Regions from separate parts of the Mus musculus genome. Here region 2 is linked to region 1. Evidence: chromatin contacts called from public promoter capture Hi-C data. All regions are on one chromosome and are shown on one strand. Each heading gives the region's core, a stretch centred on a gene start, on an enhancer-like site or on the middle of the called end of the contact. The rest is flanking DNA. Distances are from core to core; before and after follow the strand shown. Region 1 holds the start of Plp2 (proteolipid protein 2). Region 2 holds the start of Suv39h1 (suppressor of variegation 3-9 1).

Evidence for each region. Promoter capture Hi-C pulls out the DNA fragments that hold promoters and counts their contacts.
Region 2: a promoter capture Hi-C map of pre-B cells shows a contact between it and region 1, with 3 times the contacts expected there. The contact joins the promoter of Suv39h1 here to the promoter of Plp2 in region 1. A contact is called at or near these places in 7 of 39 promoter capture datasets (the C10 cell line, cranial neural crest, embryonic stem cells and 2 more), 1 of 115 datasets of contacts at active chromatin or transcription factors (pancreatic cancer cells) and 2 of 9 other capture datasets (liver and pancreatic islet).

What each region holds. Positions count from the first base shown.
Region 1 is chrX:7,668,669-7,674,446 of GRCm38.p6, forward strand. Plp2 (proteolipid protein 2) reads right to left here and starts at 2,722. Exons shown (of 5, transcript NM_019755.5): 1 at 2,475-2,722; 2 at 935-1,090; 3 at 747-842; 4 at 259-349. The coding sequence starts at 2,570. It overlaps Magix (MAGI family member, X-linked), which reads right to left. Exons shown (of 6, transcript NM_018832.2): 6 at 4,498-5,778.
Region 2 is chrX:8,071,621-8,077,398 of GRCm38.p6, forward strand. Suv39h1 (suppressor of variegation 3-9 1) reads right to left here and starts at 3,140. Exons shown (of 6, transcript NM_011514.2): 1 at 2,924-3,140; 2 at 703-848. The coding sequence starts at 2,942.

The DNA.
Region 1 (5,778 bases), core at 1,472-3,971:
TTTTTTTTCCCTTAATTTTTTTTTTTTTAAAAACAAAAAAACCAAAAACAACAACAAAAAAACAGGTTCTAACTATGTATACCTCTGGCTGTCCTGGAACTTACTATATTGACCAAGCTGGCTTTGAACTCACAGAGATCTGCCTCCAGGGTGCTGGGATTAAAGGTGTTTGCTCCCACTGCCCAGCCCTTTTGTTTGTTTCTGCTCTCAGTGTTCATGCACACACGTGTGCACATACGTGTACACACACACACTTACCAGTGGGAGCTGCTGTATGTCTTTGCTGCTTTAGAGGGAAGGTGATGTATGCATCGTAGCCAAAGAGCAACGTAGCAAGTAAGCCCAGTATCTGGATAGATAGGAGTGAAGAGACTGGATTAGGGGGCATTGCTACTGAGCCCCCATGTCTTTGTATCCACCTCCAGGGAGGGGCCCTTGTAGGTTAGTGACGCCAGTCTCATGCTAGGAAGGCTGGAAACCTCTGGGACTGGTCAGAAGTCTGAATGCTTACTACCTCCCCATCTCCCCAATACCTCTCAGCACAGGACAGACACCCCCATTGCCCCATATGCAGAGGGCTTGCTTCCTACAACTAGAGACAAAGTTCTAGCACGTGGTAGTCTAACAGGTTGACAAAGGGGCTGCCTTTGCCTCTCACAAGATCTGTGTCTGACAAGGGACAGTGTTTTCACACCAAATGATCCTTGCTGCGGCCAGACTTTGCATCTGTTTCTTGGGCCCCTTACCCCAGCGACAACTCTGGAGCTGCCTCTTCCTTCTACAAGGACAACAATGGAGGTGATCAGGTACAGGATGGTTGCTATGAGGGATCTGAAGAAGTCCTGCGAAGTGGGCCAAGAAAAAGGTGAGAGCTGCAGACCATTCCAACGTCCCAACCCCTGCCCAGCCCCGGCACTGCCGGCCCCTTTCTCACAGTCCAAGGCCAGTTGATGAATGATATCTTGGAGTGCAGGTCACACGTGTAGAAGACAAGTAAGACAGCAGCACAGATCATCTCAATCACCGACAGGGAGGAGTAGGCCGATGTTGTAGATGCACTGAAGCAAATCAAGATCACCAGGCACAGTATCTGAGAGGGGAGCAACGGAGCTCAATCAGCCACGGGTTAAAAGCAATGGTTTAAATTAGAAAAGAGGGAGCCGGGCTTGGTGGCGCACGCCTTTAATCCCAGCACTCAGGAGGCAGAGGCAGGCGGATTTCTGAGTTCGAGGCCAGCCTGGTCTACAGAGTGAGTTCCAGGGCAGCCAAGGCTATCTATACAGAGAAACCCTGTTTTGAAAAACAAAAAAACAAACAAAAAAAAATTAGAAAAGAGGGCTCTCAAACCTAAATATCCATGGGGGAGGGGAGGAAATCTACTTTCCAAGATGTAGCTCAGTGGCTGAGCATTTGCATAACATATGCAAGGCCCTAGGTTGCACCCACGCTCCAGAGACGGTAGGGGAGGATGGGGAAGAAAGAGAAAAAAAAAAAACATTTTTCTCAAATAACTACCAGGAGTGAGAAAATGACATCTGATAATTACGAAACACCTCTCGCATGCTCAGTGTTCTTCCAAGCATTGTCTAAGGGCTTTACACGTCGTATTCCACTTAATCATCACGAGAATCTAATGAGCTAGATACATTTATTTTACACAGGAGGAAAGTGAGTCACAGAGAGGTTAAGTGGCTTGCCCAGGGTCAACCAGTAAGAAAAATGCCGAATTATGTGCTTCAGTTCTCCTTTCCCTGAGGGGAGTGGCTCTGCCAGGTGTTTTGTGAGCGCTTGTGGCGCCAGCGTCCATGCCTTGAGGGGGAGGGACGTTCGGTTCCCCAGGCAACCCCTTTGGGAAGGGGGGGGGGGGAGACTGACACTAGAAGGGCAGGGCTCCGTTAAAGGAACCGCACCTCTTTTATGAGTGACCCAAAGGCGGTGCCCACTTGGAGGGGGATGGAAAAACCAAGGTTCCCTATAACCATCCAAAGAGCAAAGGACCTCCCATCCAGTCCCAAATGGGCAAGGAAGAACTGGCGAAGTGTGGAACGCCCTACCCTAGAGGGGACTAGCTCTACCCCACCCCAACAGGCCCCGCCTTTAGGCGCACTGCCAGCCCGCCAGCTAGTGCCCAGGCCGGCCACGCCCTGCCACGAGAGGCTCCCACTCCCCAGGACCCCTTCTCTCCGACCACTATGAACCTACACCCACACACGCACCCACACATCCCCAGCCCCCAACATTAGTTATAGATAACTCACCTCACCAGTGAACCACCAGCTCTCCACCCCTTCGCCCATGCCCCACCGAACGCCCTGCATCTTGGCTGGCTTCGACCCTCCTCCACAAACTCACCCACCTGCATCCCACTGGCAAGCAGCTGGACCACGTGCCTGCCTCAACCGCCACAGTCCCGTACCCAGTGGTCCAGCCTGCACACTCAGCCTCTACCCAACCTCCGGCCGGGGAACACTCACAATCTCAGCAAACAGGAGAATTCCCTTTTTGGTGCGCGAGAAGCTGGTGCAGGCTAACCAGCAGCCGGGGGCCGAGAGACGCTCAGAATCCGCCATGGTGGTGTACTGGAGTCCCTGGGACGCAGAAGCTCTGCTTTCTGGCTCACGGGTTCGAGGTCGCTGCACACCCAGCCGTCTGTCCCGCCGTCTGGCCGGGAAGGGGGCCCCCCGGGCAAAGGAGGGAATGAATCACCGCGCCTAGCAAAGCAGGCGGGGCCGGAGGGGGCCGGGCCAGGTGGAGGCCGCCCCGGAAGCCCCCTTTGCCCTGCGGCCGAAGACGATACGGGTCCCGCACACAGCCTTATCTACAAGGTGCCTGGAAACTCCAGGTACCAGGAGCAAGAATATGTAGACCCTTCACTTTTTCTTTCTTTCTTTCTTTCTTTCTTTCTTTCTTTCTTTCTTTCTTTCTTTCTTTCCTTCTTTCTTTCTTTCTTTCTTTCTTTTTAATGCAAAAGAGCTACCGAGGGAATCTGGCTTTGGAAGGGAGTGACTCGATTTTCTACTTTTGAACTTAGCCAAAAGGTCAAGAAGTAATAGTTTCCTTAGCTGAAAAAGGGGTAGCTGAGGCCCTGTTTAAACTCGAAATTCTCGAGGCCAGGTATGTTTCCTGAATTCGGAGTGCTCTGAATTTTAAAAAGTTTTCCCTTTGCATAGAGCAGTGGTTCTCCACCTGTGAGTAAGGACCCCTTTGGGGTCCAACGATCCTTTCACAGGGGTCCCTTGAGATCATCAGAAAACACAGATGTTTACACTGCAATTCCTAACAGTAACAAAAATGCACTTATGAAGTGGCAGCAAAAATAATGTCGTGGTCAGGAGTCCTACAGCATGAGGAACTGTATTAAAGGGTCGCAGTTTTAGGGAGGTTGAGAACCACCTAACAGGCAGGGTCTGAGGTAGTAAGACTTAATTCCCCCTGGATCTGGTGTAATTGTTCACAATAAGTGAGATGAATAAAAATTGAAAGGTGTTTCTGATTGGGTCAGGTCAGGTTCTGTAGTCAACTGGTACCAAACTGGGATGAGGAGGATGCAGTCAGTTCCCAGAGTTTGGGCAGTGGTGGTGACAGTGCTGCAGAGACTGGGAACGGAACCTGGTGATCGACCTGGTGGATACTAGTGACTATATCATCAGTCTGCTTCGAGCCTAGCCCCCCCAGTAACCCGTGCTGGCCAATTCCAGGCAAGACTTCTTCTCGGCCTCGGTACTGGACCTCTGTTTTATGGTTCTGAGAAGAGAGGCCAAACAAGCTTTAGGGAAAGACTAGAGAAAGCACACATTTTTGCTGAGAGTTGGGCAAGGTAAGGGGATGGTCTTTGAGTATAATTTGGGGTACAAACGTTGACTTTTTGAGGTGTGTTCCTAAGCAATTAATTAATTCCTTCTGGCCTTCGTCGTGTCTAACTCTGAGACATGTGCCTGGTTACCTGAAATCAGGACACTCCCCCCACCCCAATGTGTTCTGGACATTGGTTTATACTCAAGTATAACGCAATCACTGAAAGGCTAGAATTCACCCTAAGGTCCTGCCTGCCCCGCCCCAAACATAGGTCCCTTCCAAATGAAGAAAGGGGTTCCCTTTTACAGTCACCATTGTTGAGAGAATGCCTGAGTAATGGAAAGGTTGAAACATTTTCCCCAGTGTTGAGTGCCTGCATTCAAGCAGGGACAAATACCTGAACTTGTGGAACATGACAAACTTAGCTCTGGCCTCTGTACTCGCCGTTCTCATAACTGTCGTGCCCCTCCCCCACAGCGTTGGCTTCATTTGGCTTCTGGTCTTTCAGGTTCCACTTCAAAAGCTGTGTCTTCAAGCAGGCTAGCAGCCCACCACCCCTCCCACAGTCTAGCTGGTCCTTTTTGCTTTGATGTTGTTTGTTTGAGCCAGTCTCTCACTGGGTAGTCCAGCATGGCTTAGAACTCGTGATCCTCTTGTCTTGGCTGGCCACGTGGAGAAATTACAGGAATACAACAATCTCCAGCCATAACCTTTATTATTATTATCATTATTATTATTATTTCTGTAACTATCAATTCTCTTGGAAGTTATCTTTTATGGATTCTTGTCATTCTTGTCTGACACTGGTCTACTTTTACTATCCCTGGAGTCACTGTAGAACTACTCTAGAGCAGGTATATGGTCGAGGTTCAACTGGGACTTGTCAAATACGGTTAAGATTATGAGGAAAGGCTTCCAAACCAAGCTTTAACTAATCCTGCTTTGAGCTCTCCACCATCCAGTCTATTTGCGATCGCTGGGCCTCGTTTTCCCCCTTTGGGAAATGACCTAATGCTGAGTAGGCATGTAAGTAGATGAAATAAAAACCCCCATTAAAGCTAGTAGCAGGGTAAAGCTAAACTAAGTAAATGGTGGCTGAGGTTACTATATTAGTCCCCTGGGTGTGGCTGTTTAGGAACTGTGTACTAGAACCCTTTCCTGACTTCTGGGGAACCATACTCCCACTGTACTCTGAGTCACATGTCACCACACACTAACACTTCAAGTGCTCACTTTTTTATACCCCAGCTGCTAGCTGTCCCTGTTCGGATTGCAGTCTGCCCCACCCCACCCCCACTGCCACCTGAGACTCAGGACCTGTCATTTCTCCCCTTCCCCCCCTCCTCCTTATGGGGTGGGGGGGAAAGTTGCCTGTTTAGACCACAACTTCCCTCTTTGGGGGATGGGATTGAGGATGCAGGATGTGGTTAGCAGCAAGGTGACTGGACATTTGTAGCATTGGCCAGGACCTGCTTTGTGGCTCCCTGGGTTGGAGTCTACTGTCCATATAAGCTTTTGACAGTAGGATTCAACTCCCAGGGCGGAGGAAACTTTAGTCTCGTCCCAGGCTAGGACCGCCTGGTGCAGTTTGTCACCGTCTAAGGAAAAGAGGAGGCGTGGCCCAAAGACTTCTTCTAACAGCCCTTTTTAGCCTGGCCTACTGGAGGCGCTGACTCACACCTTCCCCGCTCTGTCTCCAAGTGGGGTCCAAGGCCCCAGCCCGCGCCCCTGGGACAGCAGTCTATACACCACAGTTAAAGCTAGTTTTTCCAAGCCGGAAGTGGGAGACCACAGACTCTGGGTGGAGGAAGGCGCCAGAATTCTAGATTTGCTATCTTGATGTCAGCTAAGGGTCTGAAGAATTCCATGCGGGAATCCTGAGTTTACTGGGACACTCCCACAACAGGCCTACTTCTGCATTCCCCACATCACAAGCAGTAATGTGCGTACTCGGAAAGTGAAATGAATGAATGAAGGGCAGGG
Region 2 (5,778 bases), core at 1,890-4,389, 400 kb after region 1:
AAATTTGCTGTAGCATTCACTATGTAGCAGGTATTGTCCTGAGCAGCTGACACACCCAGAACTAATTCTAACAACTCCAGCCCCTCCTTTTTTGGGGGGGGGGGGGGCTCAAGACAGGGTTTCTCTGTGTAGCCCTGGCAGTCCGGGAGTTCACTTTGTAGACCAGGCTGGCCTCAAACTCAGAAATCAACCTGCCTCTGCCTCCCCAGTGCTGAGATTAAAGGCTTGGGCCACCATACTCGGCCAGCCCCTCCCATTTTATAGACAGAAAATGAAGGCTACATTTAAACTAAGCATGCTACTTTCAGTGGGCTCCTCTAACTATCCTGCTACTACTTCTGTGGCATCAGTAACTGTTTATGGTTGGGCACTCTACCTGTTGCCATCTTTTACTTCCACTCTTAGGCACAAAGTATCAACTTGGTAACTAGTTTTGTATTTCTAGGTGGAAACAAACATGCATTGGAGGATTCATTCTGCCTCTTGTTCTCTGAGAAAGCCACTTTATTTCCCTCCCTGTAAAATGGAAATAAGAGGGTCAATTCATTCTATTTCCCCCCAGGAAGAATCAGAGGAGAAAAATCCTCTTTGCAAACAGATGTGGGGTTGGTGGAGAAGAGGGTCCCCTGCCAGTGTAGTATCTGTCTTTCTCTCTCTCTCTCTCTCTCTCTCTCTCTACACACACACTCACACCAGACTTACACGGATCTTCTTATAATCACACAGGTATTCAACTTCAAAGTCATACAGATTCTTCTTAGAAACACCAAGGGCAGGACAAGAAAGCTTGGCTAGTCGGCACAGGTCCTGCAGTTGATTCCAAGAAGATTTACAGCACACACTGCAACCTAGAATGAGAAGGCCAAAGACTCACAAAAATGTAATCGACGGGCCTTACCCAAAGCTAAGATCCTCTGCAACAGGAAGTGCCAATTCCTTGAACCCTAATGCTCAATTCTCAGGGCAACACCTGGAAATAAGCCTACACACCAGGAAGCATCAACCTGTCTTTCCCTGCACATGGAAGGGTCCAGTTCTCCTATCAGAGGACCTATGCCCTCATCTGGGAGAATCTTCTACTCCAAACTCTGGCCCCCTAACTCTGGAATGGCAAGGATGAAGTGGCGCTTGTAGCAATGGGCCCGTCCATAAAGGGATCCACTGGCAGAACATCCAAGGCCTTAAGCTGCCTGCAGACTTACCTTCGGTCAGAGCCTTAAGCAATGCTCTTTGCACTTTGCAAAAGACTGGGGTGCGTTAACTAAGAGAGTCAGGGTAGGACAAAAATCCCTAGGGCAACAAACAGAGGTGTTGCTATAAAGTCTTCACTTATCTGAAACTCCTGGGCCACTGGATTTTGGAATTCAAACATTTGGGAATTTTACACAAGTAATTTTAGGCGAATTCCTGGCATAGGACATTAAGCCATCTATACTCAAAACACATTAACAGCAAACACATCTATAGCAAAAGCCTTGATTTTTCACATTAAATATTCTCACTGAATAATTTCACTTTTAAAAATCCCTTGCCATGATTAGTGACACATTTAAGAAAGACTTTTATTTCAAAGGACTTTAGGTTTTGTAATTATAAAGATTGTAGAAAGATATTACATTAAACTGGGCATAGTGGTGCATACCTTTAGACCCAGGAAAGGCAGAGACAAGCTGATCTCTGAGTTCTAGGACAGCCGTAGTCTGTCTCAAGGAAAAAAAAAATCCCTGTCTCGGGGGTGAAAAGTACAACTCAATTCGAAGGGATCTGCTCTCAATTCAGGAACATGTAAACAATACATGTGGTAGGTAAGCCCCGACAATGACTCTTGGTCACCAAAATTATTGTTCAAGAGAAGCGGATTTAAAGTATACACATTTTTTTGCTTCAGAGCACATCCCTTCTTCAACGTAATTTTAGAAGCCATTTTTAAAAAATCAAAATATGTCACAAAACCACTTGATGCTAGGTGTATGCTGTCAGTAGCCAATGCCATCTTTTAAGGATGGTTTTTTTCTCCTCCCATCATACGACTCAAATCTAAAACAATCCTAATAAGATGCTCTAGATGGTAACCTAAGAACACACAAACACTTCAAAAGAAAAAAAGATCACTGCGTACATATACACTGATCCTTTTTTATCCAAGGCCCAGCAGAGACTAATCCCTCTCCTCCGAGGCCTCTCGGTTCCCGGAGCCTCTAACCTGCGTCTGGAACGCCTTTGAAAGCCCCAAGAAGTGGCCTGCAAATACCATTTGCAGTGCCAGCAGCCGCACTCCTCCCCACCGCAGCTCCGGCTCACACTTGTGGAATCTCTTCTCAGCGCTCTACTCGAGGCCGAGGAGCCCGCCCAGCACGCACAAGTCACCCCTCTTTTCCTGCACATGGAGGAGCCGAGCCCTCCTCTCACCGAGGCCCCCCCACCAAGTCCCGCTTTCCGGGGAGACTCGTCTACCCGAAAACCCTGCCCCCATCTCGCCTCGATCCCTTTCCCACCTAGAGTCGCCGGCTCCCCCATTTTGAGAAGGGGGTCCGTTCCACTTCTTCCTCCCCTTCCGGCGTCTCCCGTGGAAACCGAAAGGGTAACGGTCACTGAGAGCCGCCTTTTCCCGCGCGTGGCCGCAACCTTCTCCTTCAGGACTCTCTCTCACGCGCGTAGGCGCGCCGGCCAGCCGCGCGCGGCCGAGAAACCCCGCGCGCGGCCTGCGCAGCCCCGCGCCCCCCGCGGCCGAAGCACGCGCCCCCTCCCCTCAGCCCCGCCCTGCCCGCGCGCCGGGCCCGCGCTCTCGGCCCCCACGTTTGCCGCGCCGGCCTTCCAGCTCCAGGCTCCGTAGCTCCGGACGCCTGGCCTGGAGCCCCGGCCACCTTCCCTCCATTCTACTCGGCCGGGCCAGTAGCTCGCGTCTCTAGCACCACAGCTTCACCTTTTAAATTTTCCGCCATCTTTCTCCACAGCTAACAACATTCGGGCCTAACCGGCCTCGCGAGAAGAGAGCGCGCGCGGGCGTGGCCGGGGACGCGCAGTCGATTGGCCGCTCCTCGCCGCTCGCAGCTCCGGCTCGGACCAACCGCGGAGCTGTGCCTGGACTCCTCCCGTCACCAGGAGTGGTCTCGAGAGCCCGTGCTCGCTGCCTTTATTCAGAGTGCGCCTGCGCAGTAGCAAAGCTTGCCTTTGCTCCAGGACCCGCCCCTTGTCAGTCATATTGCTAGCCAATCGCGGCGTCAGCCAGTCATAAAGGGCTTGTTTTGTGCAACCCCAATTCTGCCAGTCATTTATTTTAACCTCGCGCAGGCATTCACTGCCAGGGTGGACCTAGAGCCATATATATAGGTGCTCAGCCAGTCACCTGATTGAAATAAATAATAAGTCGGTCGCCGCCATCAGATGTCCGTTTCCATCACTCGCTTCTTCATTCACACTCAGTCAATAGTAGCATCCATCTGTGCCCTGCAGCCGTCTGAGTTCATAGAAGCACAACCCTTGTCAGGCAGCCTGCTATTCCCTCAAACTGTCCCCATCACATTGTTAGCCAGGCAGCCCTTTCTCCATCTTCCTTGAAGGAGACGTCTCAAACTCCAATGGCCACCCATGTCCCGAAGTGGACTGGGATTAGGTCAGGACAAATTATTGTCAGCACCCATGTAAGAGCCACACCCAGCGACAAAGTGCTGGAGGAGGGAGACAGGAGCCCCAAGCTTGCTCTTAGAGGACAGAACCCATTCCTGTAAGCTGTCCTCTGTTCACACCTGCACTTTGGTAGGTGTATACACACATACCCCAAATAAATTTAATATTAAAAAAAATACAATGAGATCAATCAAGGATGATGCTTACCATTGACCTTTGACCTACATATGTGTCTGCATACACACATACACACACCCAATAAATGTAATAAGAATTAAAAAGAAAATGGATCACAATCAAGGGAGATGCCTGCTGTTGACCTCTAGCCTACATATGTGTATGCACACGTACACAGTCCACAGTAACACGCACATATACCAGAAGAGTTAGAAAGAGCCAGGATTTCGCAAAGTGCAATTATTACAGATTTACAGACGTATTCATATCTCTAGTGTCAACAAGACATGAGAAACCCTATACTGCACAGCAGGAGGACAGAGTTACGTGCTACACAAACTTCAATGTGGCCCATCAATTATTTTTCTAAATCCATTTCACTAAATATCAGCTTAAAGTAATTTGGGCATCAGTAGTTATCATGAAATGCTTCCCTGACTTATCTTTTTTTTTTTTTTAGATTTTCTTTTTTTTTCCTTTTTTTAAAAATTGGTTATTTTATGTATTTACATTTCAAATGTTAAACCTTTTCCCTATTTTCCCCCTGGAAACCTCCTATCCCATCCTCCATCCTCCCTGCTTCTATGAGGGTGCTCCCCTACCACCACCAAACCACTCCCGCCTCACCACCCTAGCATCCCCTTACTTGCTGGGGCATCGAGCTTCCACAGGACCAAGGGCCTCCCCTCCCATTGACGCCAGATAAGGTCATTCTCTGCTACATCTGCAGCTGGAGCCTGCCTTATCTTAATGGCTTTGTTTATCCTATAGGTTTGGAAAGTATGCTGAGGCCCTGTGCCCTACCACCACTGAAGTTGACTAAAATGGCTGTGGTCAAGTCAAGCTGGGTTCCTATAATGACTCTATCTTTTCTCATTTCCATTATGGGTCAATCTTCTGAAGTGTTAGGTTCCTCAGAGAGACTTGGATTCTATCAGGATACTTTGCAACCATGCATGTATCTGAGGGGGACGGGGGAGCTTTCCTGACAGAGCTGTTCCTCAGCTAACCCCGGGACTCATTCATTCTCCCTCTCACCTTTTCAGATAAGCAGGTAGTCAGTCTAGGTATCCCACTGACCGTACTACCTGTGGATGTTTAGTCAGAATGCTCAGTATCATGTGACTCAGCCTAGGTAGACAACCAGCCATCAGAAATAGCTGCCTAGCTGGAGGTTCCATACTCTTTGATCAGCCAGCTTGAAATCGACAAGATTACCTCTGTAATTAGAGCACCCACATTCATTTACTCGTGACTGGAAAAAGCCAGATTGGGAACAAAGAAAAAAATCTATTTAGAAAGTCGGCAAACAAAAGAAGATAGGATACTATCTCAAACGGAGACCATTTTGCTTAGAGTCTGCAGGTATAAGGCAACTGAGGGAGCTGAGGAAAGTTATCTTTCTAGTTTGAGGAGGGCTGGATGGTCATAAATTCCACAGTGGCCTGCTTTTCCGACATGTAAACTGTTATTTTCTAAAGTTTCTTTGGTGTTCTGGAGTCTGTAAATCACAAGAAAAGTTACTGATTAGCAAGTTTTCTGACTCATTTCTTGATGTCAGGAAGTTATTTAACCTTGTGATTTAAGATACCGAATGGGGCAGGGAAAAGGGGCACAAAGCACCTTTGCCAGACAATAACGTAAGTGATCGAGCAGCCTCACTTGGAGATGCTATGTACAGCAAAGCTAGCAGGAGACAAAACCGTGTGCTGTCGAGACCTCCAGAATTGGGGAGTTTTTGGAAGCAAATGAAGCTATGGAGTTTCTTTCAGGGCGTCCTTGGCTTTACAGATCCAGACATTCTCTCAGGCCAGAAGTGGTTCATAGAAGCCAGAATGGCGCTTTAGCCATTCGCAGCATCTGGTAGTCTGGTCAGCCGCGGTGACATGGATCGTCAGTGAATCAGCCTGTAAAGCTATCAACCCCAACCAGTGCTGGCAGGCGTGTCATACAGCCTGCATGTTCACTGTCTCA